2 separate regions of the Xenopus laevis genome follow, and region 2 is linked to region 1. Evidence: chromatin contacts called from public Hi-C data. All regions are on one chromosome and are shown on one strand. Each heading gives the region's core, a stretch centred on a gene start, on an enhancer-like site or on the middle of the called end of the contact. The rest is flanking DNA. Distances are from core to core; before and after follow the strand shown.

The links. Hi-C and Micro-C count contacts between places; a contact is called where the count stands out from the background.
Region 2: a Hi-C map of the XL177 cell line shows a contact between it and region 1, with 4 times the contacts expected there. The contact joins the enhancer-like site here to the promoter of plcxd2.L in region 1. A contact is called at or near these places in 2 of 4 Hi-C or Micro-C datasets (the XL177 cell line and the XTC cell line).

What each region holds. Positions count from the first base shown.
Region 1 is chr2L:62,660,786-62,667,841 of Xenopus_laevis_v10.1, forward strand. plcxd2.L (PI-PLC X domain-containing protein 2) reads right to left here and starts at 4,271. Exons shown (of 4, transcript XM_018246462.2): 1 at 3,860-4,271. The coding sequence starts at 3,944.
Region 2 is chr2L:63,057,357-63,064,032 of Xenopus_laevis_v10.1, forward strand. It overlaps cuedc1.L (CUE domain containing 1 L homeolog), which reads right to left. Exons shown (of 11, transcript NM_001086219.1): 9 at 4,682-4,740; 10 at 4,041-4,110; 11 at 1-872. The coding sequence ends at 866. Among protein-coding and RNA genes, the nearest start is that of guca1c.L, 63 kb to the left of the region's middle. Within about 2 kb of position 5,160, at least 1 of the 7 cell types and tissues checked has an H3K27ac peak or open chromatin away from gene starts, as enhancers often do.

The sequences.
Region 1 (7,056 bases), core at 3,021-5,520:
CACTTGAACTCCAGAGGAAGAATTCATACTGAATTCATACTGAATTTTAAACAAGGTTTAAGGGTAAGGGCACACCTGGTGATTTGGGGAGATTTAGTCACCTGGTGACTAATCACCTCTTCTTTGGGGCGACTAATCTCCCAGAGCAACTTTCCCCTGTCTTCCACCGGCTATAATGAAAAAACGCCTGTGGCATGGCACACGCAGCGCTTCGTATTTCAAAGTCGCCTAAAGTTTCCTCACAAAACGAAGTGCCGCGTGTGCCATGCCGCAGGCGTTTTTTCATTATAGCCGGAGGAAGACTGTTTGGGAAGATTAGTCACCCCGAAGAAGAGGCGATTAGTCGCCAGGCGACTAAATCTCCCCGAATCACCAGATGTGCCCTTACCCTTATGCTGCAATGCTAATCCTTTGTCATTAACATAGTAAATACTGCATTTCAAAGTAATGCTGACTCCTGTGCTTATAGCCTTTGACTTATTGAAGAACAAGTTGCATTAACATTTTCCCTGACATTTTCCTGCACAATTTTTTGGCACCTTTAAAACCATAAAAATATGAGTTCTACTTTATTGCACTTTCCCACTATTCCTATCAAGACATGGTTAATGTCCATAACAGCTACAGTATAACTTGTATTTATTTGTAATTGAAATGAATTACATCATATTCTTGTGGGTAGAATAAACCAAATAGTGCTAACAATTCCCAGATCCCCGTGTGGTTTCACCAACACTTGGACTGATAATGCTTTTAAACAAAGTATGTTCAGAGTTCCGACCCATCCTACTTTTTTACCTAAGAAGACTAAACGAGGCTCTGATAGTGGCAATGATCACAGGACTTTAGCCTCAGTTTTGTTATTGCAGGGAATTGTACACAAGTCTTTTTATAACAACTATGCTAACCTTTGAAAAAATATAAAACGGGGGGAAAACTAACAGTCATGAATCAAACAGAATAATAAATAACAATGCTTATGACTACACTTAAAAATATTTTATAAACTAACAAAATGACTGTGTAATAATGTTGGTATGCAAGGATTAATTAAGAATGAAGAGTGACAAAGATATTCACTATGATAATTACTACCTGTATAAATTACCTGGAGAAATACATTGTTGCACTTTGTAACAAGGTGAAATACTTTAGAAAAAGAATTCTTTACTTCATCTACAATTGTGTTTCAACAATATATTGCTGAATTCTTATACTCATGAAAATCAGCAGGACAGATTTTTATGGTACAGGTATGGGACCAGTTATCCAGAATGCTCAGGACCTGGGGTTTTCTGGATGATGGATCTTTCCTTAATTTGGATCTTCATCCCCTAAGTCTACTAGAAAATCATGGAAACATTAAATTAACACAATAAGCTGGTTTTGCTTCCAATAAAGATTAATTATATCTTAGTTTGGATCAAGTACAAAGTACTGTTTTATTATTACAGAGAAAGAGGAAATGCTTTTTAAAAATGTGGATCAATTGATTATAATGGAGTCTATGGGCGACTGACTTTCAGTAATTCAGAGCTTTCTTACGGATTTCAGGATAACGGATACCTGTACCATAAACAGTACTAAACCAGTAAGCAACCATTGTCCAGGCCACACAATTCAGTGTTTTTTTTAAAATTAAGCTAACTTACTACAGGTCAGGCTGTGTTTGGTGTGTTGGGGGGACTCAAATGAGTGTTCTGAATGATCACAGTCTTATATCTGTAAACGTTTTCATTCATCCAAATCATGGTATGGGTTTCCAGTAATAAGTCTAAAGCAACTTTCTGTTAACAGAAAGTTTAAAGTTGATCTATATCAAAAGCACCAATGAATGTTCACAGAAGCACAAGAGGATCAAAAGTATTAAAACAAGCTGAGTCAGAGTGGATTTAAATAATGAGGACAGTTCAGAGAAATATTACACTATGATGCACAGCAAAAGAGATATACAGGATTAACTTAACTCTAGTCATTTACAGTGGCATTTAGGGCAGCCAAGTGTTTCCTTACCATAGTCCACAAGGGCCATGAGTACTTTAAAATATCCTCAAATATTCAAGTGAGAACTCTATGGAAAATCCGTTCAGCAGTCATATATGTTTTGGGAACTAGAGACAATCTGATTTGAAACTGTGGTTTTCTATAAAGTGATTTACACCTACTAGGACATCTGTGGTTGACTTTAGGCAAGAACCCAGCAATGACACATTAGGAGCCAAATGTTAAAGGATAATCATGTACCATTGGAATGTTTATACTAAGTAAATTCAGTAAAGATAACATAGTAACAGAATTGTATTCTCATATAGTGATACAGATTGTGCACGGTAACAGGCACTGAGGGATCTGCCCTAAACAGGGGCGTAACTATAGAGGAAGCAGACCCTGCGGCTGCAGGGGGGCCCAGGAGGTATAGGGGTCCCACGAGGCCCTAATTCATATACAATTTCAATAAATATTGGAGAAACAAGTCAACCTCTAAACATTTTGGGGGCCTGAAAAATAATTTGCTGTGGGGCCCAGTAATATCTAGTTACGCCACTGGGCCCCTAAACATTGGTACCTGAGGCTCCAAAAAACATTCATGATCAGAAATCAAACCTAGGTCTCCCTGTGCCAAATCCACGGTTAGACTGGGGGGCCCAGGGCACTACACCGCTCAATGCTCCTCAGTGAATAGGTGGCGCACGCATGCGCAGATGGCGCTGCGGGGCACCTAAAAAAACCTTTTTTATTTTTTGTTGATTCCGATCGGGAGAGGGGACTGGCGGGGGCCCATTAAGGGTCGGGGGCCCACCAGGTTTTTTCCCGATATCCCGACGGGCCAGTCCGACACTGGCCAAATCCTAACCATAAAACCAATTAAAGGAATAGTTCAGTGTGAAAATAAAAACTGTGTAGATAGATAGTCTGTGCAAAATAAAAAATGTTTCTAATATAGTTAGTTAGCCAAAAATGTAATATATAAAGACTGGAGTGAACAGATGTCTAATAAAACAGCCAGAATCCAACTTCCTGCTTTTCAGCTCTATAACTGAGTTAGTCAGCGACTTGAAGGGGGGCCACATGGTACATTTCTGTTCAGTGAGTTTGTAATTGATCCTCAGCATTCAGCTCAGATTCAAAAGCAACAGATATGACCCATGTGGCCCCCCCTCAAGTCTCTGATTGGTTACTGCCTGGTAACCAGGGTAACCAGTCAGTGTAAACCAAGAGAGCTGAAAAGCAAGAAGTAGTGTCCTGACTGACTTGTTATACATCAAATCACTCCATCCTTTATATATTACATTTTTGGCTAACTAACTATATTAGAAACATGTTTTATTTTGCACAGCCTATCTATTTAACCAGTTTTTATTTTTACACTGAACAATTCCTTTAAAGCTGGCCATAGATGTGCAGATATATCCTTATGTCCGAAAAAAAAAATGATCATTCGTTACAATTTCCCGACCTACCACTTATCATTTTGATTAAATAAAATAGCAAAAAGAACAAATCAGACAATGTTGAATGTTAATTCAAAGACAGCAATCGTGCGAAAGTTATGTCCAAAAAAACAGCAGTGACAATCACCCACTGATATTATCAAACAGGAGATTTTTGGAGCACAAAATATTTTGGAGGGTGACCTGTTTGTCAGAAGTCATATTGAAGTCATACTCAAGCACATGAGAACATAGAGCAGATGTTACCTAGTCAGCCCTAAGGTAAGTTCCAGAAATGTCCCTTCACATTATAGTGTAAGCTTCATCAAGAGTCTGCCTTGGAATCTCGCACAAAGGCTGCAATACCTGTGGAAAGGAATAGGGTGAGGAAGGCAGGACAATCTATTTGAGCAGAGGAACGGTATTACCTGGTATGGCAAGATTAGCCACTGGCAGTACACTAAGGGCGGGAGGAAGGGACCCCATCCAGTCCTGATAGCACTTTCCAGCCATCCCTGTCAGCTGCACGTCTTTGGTCTATTCCCATTCGAACCTAGTAGCGCTTCAGGATCACAGCAAGGAATGCGAACACCTATGAGCTCCTCAGTACGACGCGCCCAGATCTAACCCAACCGCATTCCTCTTGTGGGTAGCTGTTTAGTCGGGCCGGTTATGCCTGGCACAAATTGCTCCCTGCTTGATTAATGTCATGTTTCCGCATCTCGGGGACACAAGTGACAACTCAGGACAGACAGTTAAGCGCCTTACCTGACAGCTGCTGACTAAGCGGCGCTCTAATCACCCAATCAGAAAGAAATCACGTCAAGCCAGAGCTTCATAGCCCCGCCTCCCCTCTCCCTGTAACCAGGAAACAACTGGGTAACATTCGCTCATTGTTTAATGGGAATGGGATTGGCAGGTACCGACAATTTACAAAGTGTTCCAGCCTCTGCAGCAGGTCCGGACTGAGAATTAAATTAGGCCCTGGCATTTCAGGTACACAGAGGCCCACTCAGAGGCCGAAACAGCCCCACCAGCTCACTAAATACTGACTTTCTATGGGAGCTTATAGCAGCCCCTCTGGCATTTGCCAGAACCCACAGATTGCCAGTCTGGGCCTTCTCTGCAGGCAGCGTTATTTGCGTGTGTGAGTAGTTCACTAACAGGCACCAAATTCACCAGTATCCGTAAACTGACGTTAGTTGTTTTCTTATTGGTCAGGCTGTTTGTCTTGCTAATTACGTTTTTTTATCGAGGACGCGTCCATTGCTGTTCTATTCCTTGTGTAGGTTCGCAGCAGACCAGTTGTGTTGCCCCACTAGGAGCAAGTAAGGATACGGGAAAGCATAACTAAGCCTCCTCGTATAAATACAATATACAACCTTTTGGTTAGCTGGTCTAGTAGGAAGTAACCAGGAAGTGTAACCAGGGAGCTTTATATAAAGCATTTGGTTTTTGTTTATGTTGTTTTTAATGTTGAAATAGACTGCATAAGAGATTGTCTTATTTTTTCATATTAGTTTCCTTTTTATGTTACTGATAGTTCTGTGGTATATTCTGAAGGGGCCCCTATGGGTTAATCTGCCCTGCAGCTTTAAGGCCCCCACCTTTTTCTTAGAGTGATCTGCCAGGAGAGGTGTGACAGCTTCCTGCTACACTGCACTATAGTGTGTGTAAGGAGTGGCCTCTTCCGCCTCTGGATGCTGATCCAGCTGGGTGCGCTCAGAGGGGCTGAGTACAACAGGCATGTGTCCAAGTCGGGGACCAGGAAACCCTGTGAATGAGGAATAGATATACTAGGGCAGACTTGTCATAGTCTCTCTAGTAGAGAAAGGCAGGTTAGAGAGAAAAGAGCAGTTCTGAGCTCCAACGCAGGAGTGATAGATTGGAGGTATCTCTCCCAGGCCATATTGCCTGTAGTATAGGGATGACCCAGTTGAGAGGGAATCAGGAGAGAGTGATTGCCCTGAGGTTGATCCAGAGACCACTACTAGAATAAGTCGCAGAGGTGAAGTTTGTCCCCAGGGAGTGTCAGCCTGTGTCTGCTCTAAGTGAGCCTGCCTGCAGATCTGTGTGAACTCTCTATATGATGTTGCCTCAACCCCTGCGTGAGTAGAAACCTGATGTCACTTGCCTCGTGCATAGTTCAATAAACCTTGTTCCTGATTTATTAAGAACCTCCTGGCGCCCAAGTCTTTTGTTATTGCACAGTAGCCTGTGGGAGTTGTAGTTACACTACACCACACCTTTAATCTTCCATATAGCGAAGGCCCTAGCCTGAAGTGTTAGAGTCACGTTAAGTCACTGGTGAATTAACCCCGTATGGCCCAAATAGGTGTTACAATTCCATAATAATGTACAAAAATATCTTGTAAATGATATCCTTATAAACGGTGAGTTCTGATGTCATTTCTGTCACATGACTCACTGAAACGTGTGTATTATAATAAATAAAGTACCCCCAGTTGTAAAATATAAGGATATTAGAAGTTACCTCGGAGTTCCATGACCTGTATAAAAACACTCGGCCTTCGGCCTCGTATTTTTGTATGGTCATGAAACTCCTCGGTCACTTATAATATATAACAGTTCACTTTTTCCAATTATTTTCTATCCTCTATTTGTGCCCGATTTTTCCAATATTGAAGTGTAAAGTTTCATTTTTCGCCTTCCTTTATCTTTCTAAAGCAGCTGGGGGGGGGGGGGTGTCGCTGACCCTGTAAACTGTTCTAAATTGCTAACATTTAGTTGATAAATATCTTATTTATGGCCCTGCTGAGCAGAAGCCCTGGGTTTCATTAAAGGCAGCTGTTAATATTTAATACAATAGATGCTAATATTCTACAGATGCTCTTGGGAAATGTATCAACTAAATGTTGTGAAATTATAACAGTTTATATTCTGCACCTGAATAGATGCCAGACTGAAACACCAGAGACAGGAAAATTCAACTTTAAACTTAGAAACTTAGAAAATGTTACACAAAAATGGAATTGAAAAAAGGCTTTATTTCCGGTGAACAATCTGAAAACAACTTAACTGAAAAAAGTGTTTGGAAGGTGAACAACCCCCTTTAAGCAAATAATCCATATTTCCTTTTTCTCTGTAATAATAAAACAGTACCTGGTACTCGATGTTATCTAAGCTACATAAATCCACATTGGTGGCAAAGCAATCCTATTGAGTTTATTCAAAATAATGGATTCCATACATGTATTCACCTTCACTATGCAATTAGTGACACTAATCTATCTTTAAATCACTGACTGAGTTTTCCCCCACAATTCCAGTGTAATTGTAGCTGGCCCTTCCACCACCTTCAGGCTGGCAGTAGCTCCAGGGATCCCACAGTGGCCAGTCGCTGACATGCACCTAGAGTATGGCACATGCGCCATTAGGACGAAAATGATGGCATCCTCACTTTTCAGTGCAACTATGTATGATTTGTGACAAAACACAACTACAGTTGCAGTAGAATTTGCAGAACAAAACTAAACAAAAATAATTCTGCACTGGACAGAGAGTTTGCTATGAAAGAACTGCAGACCTAAGTGCTTGGACAAACTGACAGTTGCAAACCTTTTCCCCCTCAGGAGTTGTGTCTGCGCAGAATAAAATGCAAAGA
Region 2 (6,676 bases), core at 3,910-6,409, 400 kb after region 1:
ACAAAAAAAACTGTTAAAAAAATAAATATCAAAATCTTATAATGCTGTAAAAAAACGTTCTATTGGATTCTTCTTATAGGAGAGGGAGCAGCAGTTCTGCTACTTGAGTGAGTAATTTTCTTTTGCCCTTTCCCTTTACACTTGTGAATAGTCAAGTCAAGGATGTTGTATCATCACGGCTTTATACAGCGGCATATGACAAAACACCCATCTGATCAAAGGGTTTCAAATTATTAGGCTTGAAGCCCTTCCTTTATGGTCTAACATTTAGTCAGGTCCCACAAAGTTACAGATATCTGGAAATACTGTTGACAGCCACACTGCTATAGCACCACAGCTAACCAGTAAGGCAGATACATACTGTATGCAAGGCAAATCTCACCTTCAGGTGTGCCCCTAATAAATTCCTTCAAGCCCCTTAGGGGGCAGCCCCAGAGTTTGCAAGCCTATGGGTTAGATAAAGACAAGTGTTTCTTCCCCCACAAACATATAACATAAAAATTATTTGTTTATTGCACTTGGTCATTTCGTGTTATTCAAAAGAAAATCAACAGCTTTTGTGTTGTGCACAGAAATTTCCTTAATATTTTTGTTTTCATACAGAAAGAGGAATTGTATCCCTGACAAAATAAAATACAAAATAATACAGATGAAAATGATCTAGGTAATATGTTGTGCCATTTTACCACTATATTTCAGCAGTATGACTGCTACAAATATTGCGGTTTGGCTGCAATTATGACATATTAAAAAATTGTGCCTTGTATTTGTGTTTGTACAAAGAAAAGAAAAGTAACTGAAGCACAAAATCCAAATCTATTTCCTCTTGCTTTGATGAGCAGTTTTCTTCACAAAGGGCCTGGAATTAGGACCTGAAATATAAATGAGCATTAATTAAAACAAGATTCATTTCAATACTTGGTTAATCAAAATAAAAACTGATAAATATATAAGTAAATGATAATTATCTACATGTTCTATTCTTCTTATCCTACCCCTATTTCTCCCACCCTTCAGTCTAAAGCCAAGCTCTATTTGCAGAGTGTTGTTGATAGATACATTAAAGACTAAAGAAAATAGAGGTTAATGCACTGAGAACAGTATGAGACAGGTGTTGGTCTGTCATTGCCCTCAAATGATTTTTCTTTGTCCTTCTTTTCATACCTATGAAAGTTCACTTTTGAATTAACTTAATGTACAGTAGTGTAATTTAGTGATATTCTTACACAGTTTGCAATTGGTCTTTATATTGAATTTGGTTTTTCAGTATATTATATTTTTGTTTAGAAGCTCTCCAGCCTGGTATTTCAGCAACTTAGTGGTTTCAATAAGAGACTGGAATAAGTATAGGAGGGGGACAGAATAAGAAGCTAAGTAATAAAAAGTAACAAGAGCAAAAAAATTGTAGCCTCACAGAGCAATCGTTTTTTTGCCGTCAGTGACCCCCTTTTAAACACTGAAAAGAGGTAGAATAGAAAAGCAAATAACTCAAAAACTATAAAGAAAAAATATAAAGATTAACTGCAAGGGTATTAGGAACTGGACATTCTGTAACACAATAAAAGTTAACTTTAAACTGAATCACGCCATCCTAAGGGATGGTTGATGGATACATCATTGCACATTGCTGTGCCAATGCCTTCCTATACTTTCCTCCACTGCCAATACATGGACAGCTGACATTAGCCTTCTTAAAAAAGACACATACAAACCATGTAGAGCATTATCATATTTACATTGCTTTTTACACCACCTTTTAAGCACAATTTTTTTTACTACCTTACTGAAATCATGTAATCATGATGCATGATGTTAAAGGAAAACTATACCCCCAAAATGAACACTTAAGCAACAGATAGTTCATATCATATTAAGTGGCATATTAAAGAATCTTACCAAATTGGAATATATATTTAAGTAAATATTGCCCTTTTACATCTCTTGCCTTGAGCCACCATTTCGTGATGGTCTCTGTGCTGTCTCAGAGATCACCTGACCAGAAATACTACAACTCTAACTGTAACAGGAAGAAGTGTGGAAGCAAAAGACACAACACTGTGGGGCTCATTTATTAAAGCAGCGCAGCGCATAAGTGGACGCAAAAGGTTGTCTGCGCCATCACAAGCGTGATCGCTAATATATTTGCGTGATATTGCGCATAACACAGAGCTTTTGCGATGGTTTTGTTTATGCGCATTGCGCAAAAGATTGGGCATTTATGTCGCAAACGATGCCGTGGTTGTTAGGGGCGTGGCTGTGGGCGTGGCTACAATGCGCTTGCACTGCGGCCGTCGCAGATTTGCGTCTGTATATGTGCAAAACTGCACCCGGGCAACAGCACCACAATTTTTACGCCTGCCTCTTCGTGGCGTAATAGTAACGCTCTTCAAAATGCGCATTCCTGCCCAGCTGCGCTAGTATATTCAAGATGAACAACCCTTGTAAAGTGCATATTAACCACGCCTTCCACCCAACATGTTTATATTGACCAAGGTTCCTTTAAGGGTATCAGGTAGGCTAAACACCTTTGCAACCAAACAAATATTAGCACAGAAACAAATGCAGATGCGTCTAAGTGAACGCAATATGCGCAATATGTGACGCAACTAATTAAAGCAGCGCATTCATACATGAGCACAACTAATCCTTACCTTTGCGGTATCTTCCTGTGCGCACAATTTATTATAAGCACTGCGACAGCTGATACGCAGTTTCACACGTCGCACCTGTCTTGTGTCTACATTAGCGCACAAATCGCACTGTTAAGGTATCGTGCGCTACATTATTAAATACTCGCATGCGCTGGGCAAATGTCTGGCCACTGCGCTCTTTTTAGCGCTGCGCTGCGTTAATAAATGAGCCCCTGTCTGTTAATTGGCTCATGTGACCTAACATGTATGGTTTGTTGGTATGTTTGTGACTACAGTGAATCCTACGATCACAGGGCGGGCCCTTATTTTTTAAAATGGCAATTTTCTATTTATGATTACCCAATGGCACATACTACTAGAAAAGTATATTATTATGAAAATGGTTTATTTACATGAAGCAGGATTTTACATATGAGCTGTTTTATGCAATATTGTTTTATAGAGACCTACATTGTTTGGGGGGTATAGTTTTCCTTTAATTCACAAATAAAGCCAACATAGGAGCCTTTTGCACCATTTATTTTATATTATGTTTACACTACTTTTGTGGCATACATATTTTACACACTTTTATATGCCTCTCAATATAACAAGGTATACATAACTGGGCTGCAGCATGTGCATGCAAAAACTATTTTTTATTTTGAAATTTTCATTTTACTAGATCAACATAATTGTAGTGTATTGTTATCACTGAAATGGTGACCAGGGAGGTGACACAGGCTTTAACCTGAAAGGATAAATGTCAAACTAAAAATGGGTGATTGATGACAGATTCCTGATTGCTAGAATTTTTCATCTATGAAACAACAGAGCAGGTTCCCTTGTATTCTGTACTATGTGAGTTTTAATGCATTAATGCACTACATTTTAATGTAACTGCCACTAGTGTTTTTTAAATAATATCTGTGGTATAATTTTAATTTCCATTTGTCCAGTAGAAGCACAAAGTACATCTGGGTACAGGTAAGGCATTTTCTAGATCCAAGCAATATATATGTGTAATCCATATTGTCTGACTGTTGGGCTTTGGCCATGACTTATTAGGAAAAGATATAATTGATTAGATCAATAATAATATAACCATTTATAATATATATTAATAATATAAGCTAGTCAATAAAAGCTACCGACTAAGGTGGCCATACACTATAAGACCTGCTTGTTTGGCAAGATCACCCAACGAGTGGTTCTTTTTATTCAATCTGCCCGTGAATGGCCACCTTTAGTTTGTTACAAGATTGGCAAATTTTTGGAAATAAATCCTGGCCTCCATACCACTGTATTTTCTTCCTACTACAAACACTACAAAGTATTTTTTACTAGTTGGAATAGTAAAATACTGACCAGGTGGCATTTAGTTCTTGTAAATATTACAAGAAAACCTACTTTGGTTGTCCTTTCAGTGTTTCATTTTCTTCACGGCTCTGCTGTCTTGACTTTGTCTGCGCATCTTCATCTACAAAAAGTTGAAGATGTGAATTCCCTTTCAGAAAACCAATAGAAATCTAGAACAGTGATTGCTATGAAGTCCTACAAAATCATTTAGTGAAAAAGCCTATAAAATTAAATATATATATAAAATAATATTATATTATAATGTTATATAAAATATATATTATATAAAATTATATATAAAAATGTACTTTGTATGTAAATATTCAATTCCTGCAGTTGAATATGTGTTACAGCAACATCTGGGGTAAGTATGTACCACATTTTTATGCTGCTTGAGCCACTGCTTGGGCCACTTTTTTCAAGTAGATTTCCTCTGGTTGTTGACACTAAACCTCGGTTTTCAATGCTGTAAGTGTACAGCATTCTTTTGTTTTAGTTTAGCAGGTAAATAATAAGGTAATAATATTACTGCAGCTCAATATACTCAACCAGTTGGCAGGTGACTGTAACAAGAAGCTGGCTAAGAATGATAGATGTGTTCAACAGCCATTGGCACCGAAATTCTAGGCAAACTATTTTTACTTTAAAACAAAGGTTCAGTTACAACAGGTTTTTGGGTTTACTGTGCTTACCGCATGAATGAACTTCAACATTATCCAGAAGGTTTGCTGTGGAGGCAGCTGTTCCAAGGCTGAAGTTTTCATTAAGAAAAAAAATTATTTATTTTATTATAACAGCTGCATTGGGTTAGATTACCATACTGAACTTTAATATTACCAGTAGAAAAATAAAGCCACCTTAAAAAGGAAACTTACTGCCTAAGTATACTCCTCAACCAACACACTCATTTTAACTAGGGATGCAATGAATCCACTGTTTTGCGATTCGGCCAAATCTTTCATGAGTCCTGGACCAAATATGAACCCTAATTTGCATATGCAAATCTGGGTAGGGAAAAAGCAAGAAGAACTGTACGCACAGGGGGCGTGGAAAAAAACTGCAGCTTAATTGTATGTGTGACAAAAATGCACGTGCAGGCCCGGATTTGAGGCCTGTGCCTAGGGCGGCACATTTTTCGGGGCGGCATGCCGCCCTATGGGGAGCAATGGGAACGCGCTGCTGCCCAGTGCTCCTGTGATTGCACGCCAACACTCTTTTGCCTGCGTGAGGTACTGTGGGCATGCGCTACAACCTAGGGCCTAGGGGCCCGGTGCTGCGCATGTGATTTTACAGTTTTGGAATCAATTTGGCCAGGCACTTGAATTCCCGAGAATACTGCTAAAAAAGCCTGAATCCTGAACTAAATCCTGAATTGCCTCCCTAATTTTAACAGGTCGCCAAAATTCTGCCTAGAATGTGTCCATCATGTTAATAATCGATATATCTCATGACTCTGCTGAATGTGGAACACATATTAATGAAAGCCTTTTCTTGTCCTTCTAACCTAATCTACACATCCCAGTTGTTTCCAATTTTCAACTTTAAATGTACTTTTCCTTAAAATTTACAGGCCATGCAAAGTAAAAGTATTAATGGAAGAGATGTACTTCTCTTCCAAAGATGAACATAAATGCACTCAGCATGTCAGGCATGGCAATTTGTTTGCATTTCTTGGAGACAATGCAAGAATTGCTTTCCATAAAAAGCAATTCAAATTGCCTGTAAATGTACAGAAAATAGATGTCCAACTGCACTGATCCAAAAGCTTAAAACATTCTGGCAGCTATTCCCTGATGCACCATTCAACACTTCGCATAAACCACATAAGGTATATACTGAAGGCTAGTACACAGAACCAGTGTAGTACAATATGTATACACAATATTTTGGGAAACAGCATGGGGACAGCATGCAGGAACTACATAACCCACAATGCATTGCACTATGATGTTCTGTTCCTTCTTGAAATCACATGTACAGGGAATTGTGGGGTTTGGAGGATGCAGGCTGAGGATGTTGGCTGTTGATACAAAGTAACAGTAGTCAGTCAGCTCAGCAAAGTAGTCAGAAAGATCAGCAGGAGAGGGGGCTAGGCTTAGGGAACTGTCAGAAACCATTAAAAATCATGAAATGTGTGCATGTTTTTTTAATTGATGTATATTGCAAAGTTGCTTCAAATTATGTTTACTTTTCAAAAAGCTTAAGTTATGTTTTTGTGGAGTTCCCCTTTAAAGTAAATGGCAAGTGAAGCACCTAAGTAACCTACAGACCTACTAATAACAAACCAGAACACATGCATACCATGACAAATACTAAAAGTATATTTACACTTTATATAGACTTAGATTTCAGACTTTAAGACAGTTCTTTATCATATTGACTATGTATTAAATTTGACCGAGCCTTTATAAAATTGCCTTACTGCTTTTATGTGGTTATGTAATAAAATACACTAAGTTTACCCAGGAGCAGTAATTCATAGCAACCAATCAGCAGATGGCATGTTTAAAAACAAATATCTTATATTAGTGGGTTACTGGTCCTGGGCAAACTTAGTTCCTTTTATTACATAAAGGGGGTTAGTGGTTTTTTTTTTTGGTGTGCATTTGCTCTATTTTGTTATTATTGCAAATCTCCACTATAAGCATATATAAAAGAAAACAAATTATTGTGCAGACAACCTTTAC